Linked DNA regions of Mus musculus: region 2 is linked to region 1. The links are chromatin contacts, called in public Hi-C maps. All regions are on one chromosome and are shown on one strand. Each heading gives the region's core, a stretch centred on a gene start, on an enhancer-like site or on the middle of the called end of the contact. The rest is flanking DNA. Distances are from core to core; before and after follow the strand shown. Region 1 overlaps Inpp4b (inositol polyphosphate-4-phosphatase, type II). Region 2 overlaps Inpp4b (inositol polyphosphate-4-phosphatase, type II).

Evidence for each region. A called contact is a pair of places that touch in the nucleus more often than the background predicts.
Region 2: a Hi-C map of the G1E-ER4 cell line shows a contact between it and region 1, with 6 times the contacts expected there. The contact joins two enhancer-like sites. A contact is called at or near these places in 1 of 15 datasets of contacts at CTCF or cohesin (the NIH/3T3 cell line), 1 of 484 Hi-C or Micro-C datasets (the G1E-ER4 cell line), 1 of 115 datasets of contacts at active chromatin or transcription factors (memory CD8 T cells) and 2 of 9 other capture datasets (adipose tissue and pancreatic islet).

Annotation. Positions count from the first base shown.
Region 1 is chr8:81,771,581-81,775,754 of GRCm38.p6, forward strand. The region is part of intron 7 of Inpp4b (inositol polyphosphate-4-phosphatase, type II); the gene reads left to right. Among named protein-coding and RNA genes, the nearest start is that of Gm25267, 380 kb to the right of the region's middle. Within about 2 kb of position 2,626, at least 49 of the 459 cell types and tissues checked have an H3K27ac peak or open chromatin away from gene starts, as enhancers often do. A contact at or near this core is called in the G1E-ER4 cell line, where this site is marked.
Region 2 is chr8:82,026,569-82,030,948 of GRCm38.p6, forward strand. All of the region lies in intron 17 of Inpp4b (inositol polyphosphate-4-phosphatase, type II), which reads left to right. Among named protein-coding and RNA genes, the nearest start is that of Gm25267, 120 kb to the right of the region's middle. Within about 2 kb of position 1,668, at least 36 of the 459 cell types and tissues checked have an H3K27ac peak or open chromatin away from gene starts, as enhancers often do. A contact at or near this core is called in the G1E-ER4 cell line, where this site is marked.

The DNA of each region.
Region 1 (4,174 bases), core at 1,376-3,875:
GAAGGGTCCCCGCTGAAGCCAAGGGAGGCAAATGGGCTTGAAAAACCCCACAGCCTGTAACTGTACATGACTCTGACTTTACTTAGACATTTCTGTTTTGACTATAAGGACTTGATATAATGTAAGTAGAAGGGACTTGCACACACTGTTCACTGGTGAGGGTATTTAGTAGAGAAAAATACATATTGAAGGCATTTGTATGCATCATAGTACCTGGAATGGTCACTTCTCTTAAATTGTGTAATGAATGTCCAACAAAATGAATAGCATATGCACAAATAGAAATAGCCATGGTGGTCTGCTGAAGTTCGTAAGGAAGAGGGTTGTATGTTCAGGCCTCTGGATTTATTTCACTTACCAGCTTTATGAATACAAGAGCCTGTTTTCTGTATGTTTCCCTTGAGGACTTTTTGTAAGAACTAAATGAGTAAATGTGCATAAATTGTTTAGGGTCCAGCATGTTCAGAGACATGAGCATCACTAGTTACTACTACTATAGTCATCACTTTGCTGACTGTCTCACAGCTACTCATAATAAGTAAAAGCCAAATAAAAGTCTCATGGACAAAATCATTTTCTGTGTTTAGTAACTTTCTTTTCTAAAAAAAAAAGTATGTTTTTAAACTGAAATAAAATGTAATATATTCCATATATATTGGGAGAGAGAAAGAGAGAGAAGAAAGGAGAGGAGAGGAAAGGAGAGGAGAGGAGAGGAGAGGAGAGGAGAGGAGAGGAGAGGAGAGGAGAGGAGAGGAGAGGAGAGGAGAGGAGAGGAGGAGGAGAGGGAGAGGAGAGGAGAGGGAGAGGAGAGGGAGAGGAGAGGGAGAGGAGAGGGAGAGGAGAGGAGAGGGAGAGGAGTGGGAAAGGAGAGGGAGAGGAGAGGAGAGGGAGAGGAGAGGGAGAGAGGAGAGAGACAGAGGAGAGAGACAGAGAGGGAGAGAGGACTGAAGTTGGAATAGGAATAGGACTGGGTTATAGCCCCCTCAAAACCCACTCCTATGCCTACCAGCTAGGACACATGCCCAAAATGTTCCAATATCCTCGAGATCAGATAGAATATTCAGATATATAGGCCTGTGCTATATATTTCTCATTGAAACCTTCACACAATATGAACTAACCGACATGTCTTAATCCCCTATAATCCTTGTCATCTGAACTAGGGATGCTTATTCATCCCCCGCAGGTAATCAGTTTGTGTGCTGGCCATCTATGCTTTTTATTAGCTTTAGTTCTGGGAACTAACTATGTGGATTTTTAAAAAGATGTACTTCCTTGATCGGCAGTGTTAACATGTTAAAGTATTGGGTGAGCTGGAAGCTCTTGATGTGGAATAAATTGTTTGGAGCTTGAATGCACTTTGGAGATACAGCTGGCTTCCTCTCCCCAAATGCTATTAATTAAAGCATAACCTGTTCCTTAAAATAGCTGGTAAAATAATCTTGGTGATGGAAGTGTAAATAGACATACGGTTCATTAATATGCTAATAGTCCTCATAGATGCATGTGATCTTACATCTCTCCCCTCGTCAAGTTCTCTTCCGGGTAGGGCGAGGAGGTAAGTGTGTTGAAGTACAGCTTATACTTACTTAACAATCTAAGAGCTTTAGATCCTAATACTTCTGAGCCAAAGGAATGAGGCTGTGAATGTGTGTGTGTTTCAGGAGATTGGTGATTCTATACATATACTTTAAAGTATTTTAAATATCTGACTCCAGCAAGCCTTTAACCATATTAGATCCAGAATAATCAGATCTTCTTCTTGGCAAATGCTAGTTGGCTGAGGCAGTGACCTGGCTGTTGGAATCTTCCTATGGTGTTTATCGTTACTGAGATAACCAGTCAGTGTGATACCTTCCTATTCTATGTTCACGTGCAGACAGACATGCTTTGTGTCAGAGCTCTATAAGAGAAAAGGTGACATTTTATCTGCACCCAATTGACCTATCACGCTGAGGCCTAGCTCTTCTTCTTATAGTCTTCTAACAACTGACTTAAGATTGATTATCTCAGTGGTCTCAGAAGAAATAGGATTCCTCTTTATAACAGATTCGAGAAGTCTAACTGCTCCTACTCCTTCATAATCTCCTGCATGGTGGCACTGCCCTCTGAGACAGATAGACAGATAACACCGGGCTAAGGGGTGAGGGGGAAGACAGGAGGTGTCAAGATCATTACCAAGGCTTCATAACAGTTTGGTTCCCCTTTCATTATGAAAAAAAATACATTTTCAAGATGGGCTGCTCTGATATCCTTTTGCTTGTTAGGGCTGTAACAGCTGAAGCAGAAGCACATGGGCTAAACGATCGGAGGCTTAGTCTGGAAGAGCAGTTGATGTCTTGGCGCTGTCTTCTGGTCATATGCAGCGTGTAAAAATCTCCTGAGACCTGAAATGTAAATAAATGCATCTTACATTTAAATAAATGTTATGTGCAATGTTCGGCCTCGGGGACAAGGAAGGAAGTGTAGTCTTTCATATTTTGTTAAGAACTTCTGTGCAAAGAGAAACTTGTGGCAAAAAATATATCATTATCAAAACTTGTTTCTCTCCTCGTTAGCACTAACTTGAGTTGGAAGGTACTGGGTGAAGTTCCTCCAGCTCTGCTATCTACACAGTCAGCCTATGATTAGGTCAGAGCATTGCTTCTGCCTGTGGTTGAAATGTGAATTTCTGCTCTATTTTGGAGAAGTACACATTGGCCTCCTTGTTTTTGCCCTGAGGATAAATAATCCTTTGCTGTATCTGCAACTGAATTAGTTCATAACACAGAATCTGGTGTGCAGTGGACACCGGACAATCCTAGGTTTAGGCAATATAGCTTTATAACATCATAAAAACAGCCTGTTATTTCTATAGCTTCCCACTAAAGCCGCAGCAACAATGGATGCAAATTTATTGTTTCCTGTGTTCTCTGCTCCAGGTGGATTAGTGTTAACAAAGATTAGTCCCTAGACAGAAATATTCAGTATTCTTTGTTCGTGATTTCTGTGTTGGCTCTTTCAGAACATTCAGTTTAACTAGTTAAGAAACAATATTTTGTTATCAGAGAAAGTCATGATGTGGTAGGAGACAGAAGGCAACTGAGATAATGAACCACTCAAATGCTACCAAGTGCTCTTTGCATGCTTCCTCTTAGTTACACAACAGTCCATTATTGTGTCATCATTGTGCCTACTCTGAAGATGCAGCTGGAATCTGGAGAATTCCAGATGTTTAGAGACCCTTCAGTTCTCCAAGCTCTGCTGTGACATATGCATCCTTGGTAGGCTTTCCTTCACTTTTATGCCCACTGTCTATTTTAATGTCAACAGATGTAATAAGGACACTCTTAACATAGAGCTTAAAACTGCTTAGAAGTTCATTATTTTAAAGAATCAATGTTCAAAGACAAGAGAAATCTACAAACCAAATTGTTAGCATTTAAGACATATATCACTAAATATCTATGTCTTAATGTCTGAACATATTGTATAATGAAGAGTTTAACAAATCATTCATAAAGAAACAAATAGTGGTTAAGACTATTTGTGCATTTCTAAGTTTATGCCTCAAACATTTGCTTTATTCGTTTAACCTTGCTTGCTTGCTTGCTTGCTTGTGTTTTCTGTGGCCTTTCAGCCTGTCCCTTCTCTCAGATCTGACCTTTGGGAAGTCACAGTTTACTGTGAGATACATGGAGATAAGAAATGATGAGTTTATCAGCTACATTTACCCATGTATCTTCTGCCCAAGTTAGGATATGAACCATTCCATTTATTCCAGAAAATTCCCTTGAGTCTTTATGCAGTTGACTGTTATCCTATACAGACTCAGACAACCACTGTCTCATATAACTATTTCATTTATTCTTGAAATTTACAGGATTGAGGTAGTACAGTATGTTTCTTGTAGTGACTAATGACTGTTGCTCAACATAATGTTTAAATTTATTCATTTGCTGTGTAGATCAATTCCCCATCCTTCTTCATTGCTGAATCACTTACTTTTGTGATTTATTTATTCATCTCCTTATTGATAGACATTCAGGTTGCTCCTAGAGTTTGACAATGATGAATGAATGTCGAATATCTGTGTTTTTATCCTCTTGTATATATACCAGGGAGTATAATTGTTAGATCATGGAGCAGATTAATGTTTACTTTTCCTAAAGCAATCAAATCTTGTGTCATACCC
Region 2 (4,380 bases), core at 418-2,917, 250 kb after region 1:
TTGAGTTTTCAATTCCTGGACCACAGTTAGGAAATGAATCATAAAGGCAAGAACAGGAAGAGAACACCCTCAGCCTGCAGAAATAACTATGAAGCAGCCAGACCCCAGCACACGCTCCTTTTCCTCAATTGCCTATCGCTGTCAGGATTTAACCTGCTTTTTCTATTTTCCCCTTAGGATATGTCTAGATTAGAGGCCTCAAGAGGGCCGGTGTCTAGGCTTATGATTAACATTGGCCACATGTATTGACTCACACAAAGAAACTCGCTGTACCTTGTGCTGAGGCATGCTCCCCAGTAATTTACCCTTCCATGCTCATATTGATGACTAGAATACTGTTCACGTGTGCACACCGAAAAGTTGAATTTTCAACACATGCTCACACAGAGGGGCTCAGAAAGAGCTGTAACTTTGCTGTCATAGCATGTGGGTTTTTGAAAGGGACATTCTAAGAGTATAGATCCCCATCCCCATCTCCTGTCCTTAACACTCAACCATGAAGGTGTTTTCATTTTGGTATTAAGTGAGATTTGTGTGTAATATAAAACACATGTTGGATACAGATTGGTTTGTGTTTACCTCAAACCATTGGGCATTTTGTCAGCTTCCTTTGGAGCTACTTCAGCTGTTCCTCTTCATAGAAATTCATGAGAAAATGAACAGAGCTGAGACATCTCTCAGCTCTTTGTAGGGCATTTAGTGGCTATTCGATCTTTTTAGCTTTTCTTCCCCCCCCCATATCTGAAAAGTTGTGATCCCAAAATTAAGACTGTCTACATGCTTTTGTGGAGTTAATTATTTTAAATGAGGAGAGAAAAATCAAATACCTGAGAAGAAAATGGCTCAGCAATTGGCAGGACAGCATTACACCACGCTACAGTTGGTTGCTACATGGCCCTTTTATTTTTCTCCCGAGTAACATAAGAGCCATTGAGCTCAGAGGACACGGACATCCTGTACAGGAAATAGATGGTGTGTGGAGGGGAGGGAGGGCACCCAGCAGTCATCCTTTGAATCCTTTAGCTAGTTTCACTTGAATACATTAGAGAAGGCTGTAAAAGGCTGGGAAGCAGAGATCTGCCTGGATGGCTTCCAGGTTCCATCAGAGCTCAGGAAAAGCTCAGCTAAGCCACATGCATTTTATGTTTTCCTGAGGAAAAATTCTGCTTGTTGGTCTCAGGGTTAAGGAGTCTCAGCAAGTTTTTATGAAGATACTAAAACATTCTCTTCATTTTTTCATCTGCTGCTGAAGGAAGCCCATGAGAGAACTACAATTCAGGGACTGCCAAGGTGATGAGCTATGAGGTACTGATGTGGTGGCAAACCATGATGCAAGCACAGGTGCTCTGCTTCCTAGGCACATCTTACCAATGTGTTTTCCCACGTATACACATGATCATACATGTGTGGTCATACACATGTGTAAAGTGGAAAAAAAACTAAACTCAGGAAAGTACATGTGAGTGCATGCATAGATTTTTACTTTGACCACAATGTAAAAAGAGATGGTTTTGTGTGAAGCACAAAACAGCCACCATGCAAATGGGGGACTATGGAAGGACATGACAGCAATGTGAGAAGAGTGAGCTCTTTTCCCCCAACCAATCATCAGCTTTAATAAGAAAATGGAAGCATAGTTTGCTCCTTGTAAGAACGCCATGAAATGTTCATTGTAGTAGGAAGACCATTTACGATCTGAACTCTGCCTCTCTCTGGCCCTCCATAGCCTAATGTGCTCACGTCAGAACTTGGGATTTGCAGAGTGCACTGGGTGTTAACATGGGAAAGAAACATGTAGTCATTGCAGTTGGCTGGGGCAGTTCCTTTAACTACTGGCAGAGCTGATAGTTTCTCTTTATAAAAGATACATATCTGTTACCTTCCTTGATGCCTTGTGTGTCTCCATAGAAAGCATACTGTCTTCCTCAAGTCATCTTACCATGCTCAAACACTTCCAACTCTTCAATTATAACGGTCTTCTAAATTCTCATTTTTCTTAAATTATAATCAAAAGTATATAATCACTATTTTTTTATAGAATGTGTGGTATTAAATGGAGATGCTGGAATGTTGCTAGTGAGTGAAATGCCTCCTGTTTCTCTTCAGTTTAGAGTACCTTTGTATTTCTATCCCTATTCTAGTAAAACTAGAAATGGTCTCTATCTTTCTCTCTTTTGTTTCCACCTCTGTCCCTCTCTCTTCTACTTTCCTCTATCCCACACTCTCTCATTCTGAAATTTATAAGTGGCCTGTGAAGCTTCCACTTTCAAAAACCTTTAAGAAAAGCAAACAGCTGTATTTCGCTTGAATTGACAAGCTCATTCAAGGACAAAAACCTATACACTTAAGTTAGCTTTTTGTTTTCAAAGTAGAAAGAGCACATCACACCCCTGAGCAAGCTACTACCCCTTTGGCATGGGAGAGTGTGATTCAAGATGCTTAAGCAGTAGATACATGTTCTTTGAGAACTATGCAAATGTAACAAGGAAAATGTTTTATTCATTCTTGAATTAAATGACTGACAACGTAGTTCTACTTCAGCCTGATAAAGCAGCTCCACCTACTGCACAAAAGCTGTATTTCCTGCCTGATAATTCCACAGTGGGACCTCAAACCTACAGAACCAATCACAGGACAGAACATGGTTGTAGTTAACTTTCAACATTGAACTATGAGTAAACTTATCAGAACTGTCTTTTCCTAGTGTTTTAATATGTAAGGGTGTGTGATATCAACACACACACACACACACACACACACACACACACATGCAAATACTTTTTCACATTGAGGATAACAGGTACAGAATGAGAGAGGATGGGGTATACAAATAAGTATGGAAGATATATGGTAACACAGAGCATTGTTTGTTGGCACCTGAAATGTTATTTATTCAAAAATAAGTCATCTTTCCCATTTTCTTATGTAATCAATGGTATAAGAATCATGTCAGTTGAATCACTGTTCATATTTAAGCCTGAAGCATAAGCAGACTCTTTGTCAAATGAAACCAGCTGTAATAAGCTTTCCTTGAATTTCTCCTTTTCTAGTGTTTTCTTTTCCCCCAATACTAACACTTAAGTCTACAATATCTCTTGGAAAGATGAAACATAATGTATTGTTTACATTGTAGCATTTCTCTCTTTATGAAGCTTGAGGTCATTCATTTTCCTATCAACCATTTGAATTAGGTCATTTAGTTTATATTATCACAACAGAAAATAAATAATAGTGAATGCAGCACAGCCCTCATGTGATTTGTTTTTTTATCATTCTTTACTGTTCTTTTAAGGTCTTAACTGATAACTGACGTTGTTGTTCTGAGAATATGATGTTATCACAAACCTACTTGTTAATTACTTTTTAAAAAAATCTTCCATCATTTATGTTGTATTTGTCAATCCACCTTTAATTTATTTAGATTGTAATAGACTGTCACAAAACCCCAAATCTGTATTTAATATTTCTCAACTCTTCGTTCTCTAAGTAAATTAAAATACGGTATAATTTGTTCATAAATCATAGGTCAAATTCATAATTATATAGTTGATAAATGTTAGAAATCTAGACATGTAAGTACCCTAACTGGTTTTGATTTTTCCTATTATTAAAAATAGATTTTTTTCTATAGATATATCCTGATTACAGTTTTCCCTTCCTCTACTCCTCCTAGATCCTTCCCACCTGCCTGACCATTTGCATCCACCCCCTTCCTGTCTCTCATTAGAAAAGAACAGACTTCTAAGAAATGATAACAAACCATAACAAATTAAATATAATAAAACCACAACAACCATCACATTGAAGTTGGGCAAGACAAACCAAAGGAGGAAAAGAGACCAGAGAGAAGGCACAAGAATGAGAGACCTACCCACTCACACACTCAGGAGTCTGATAAAAATAATACGAAAAAGAAAGCTAGAATAAATATGCAGAGGACATGGTGCAGACATTTTGACTGTGAAACTAGACCACTAATCAAGGAGTGTAACTGGAGGGATCCATGACTATATATATATATATATATATGTATATATATATATATATATAGAGAGAGAGAGAGAGAGAGAGAGAAGAGAGCAAAGGATGGCCCTGTCTAACATCAATGGGAGGGGAGGTCCTTGTTCCTGTGGAGGTTTGATGTCCCAGTGTAGGTGGATGCTGAAGTGGTGCAGTAGGAGTGGGAGGAGCACCCTTATAGAGGCAAAGGGAGGGGGAGAGAGTGGATGTGGGATGTGGGAGCTGGGGGAAGTGTAACCAGGACGTGGGATATGATTTGAGATGTAAACGAATAGAATGATAAATTGAGAGAGAAAGAGAGAGAGAGAGAGAGAGAGAGAGAGAGAGAGAGAGAGGGAGAGAGAGGGAGAGAGAGAGAGA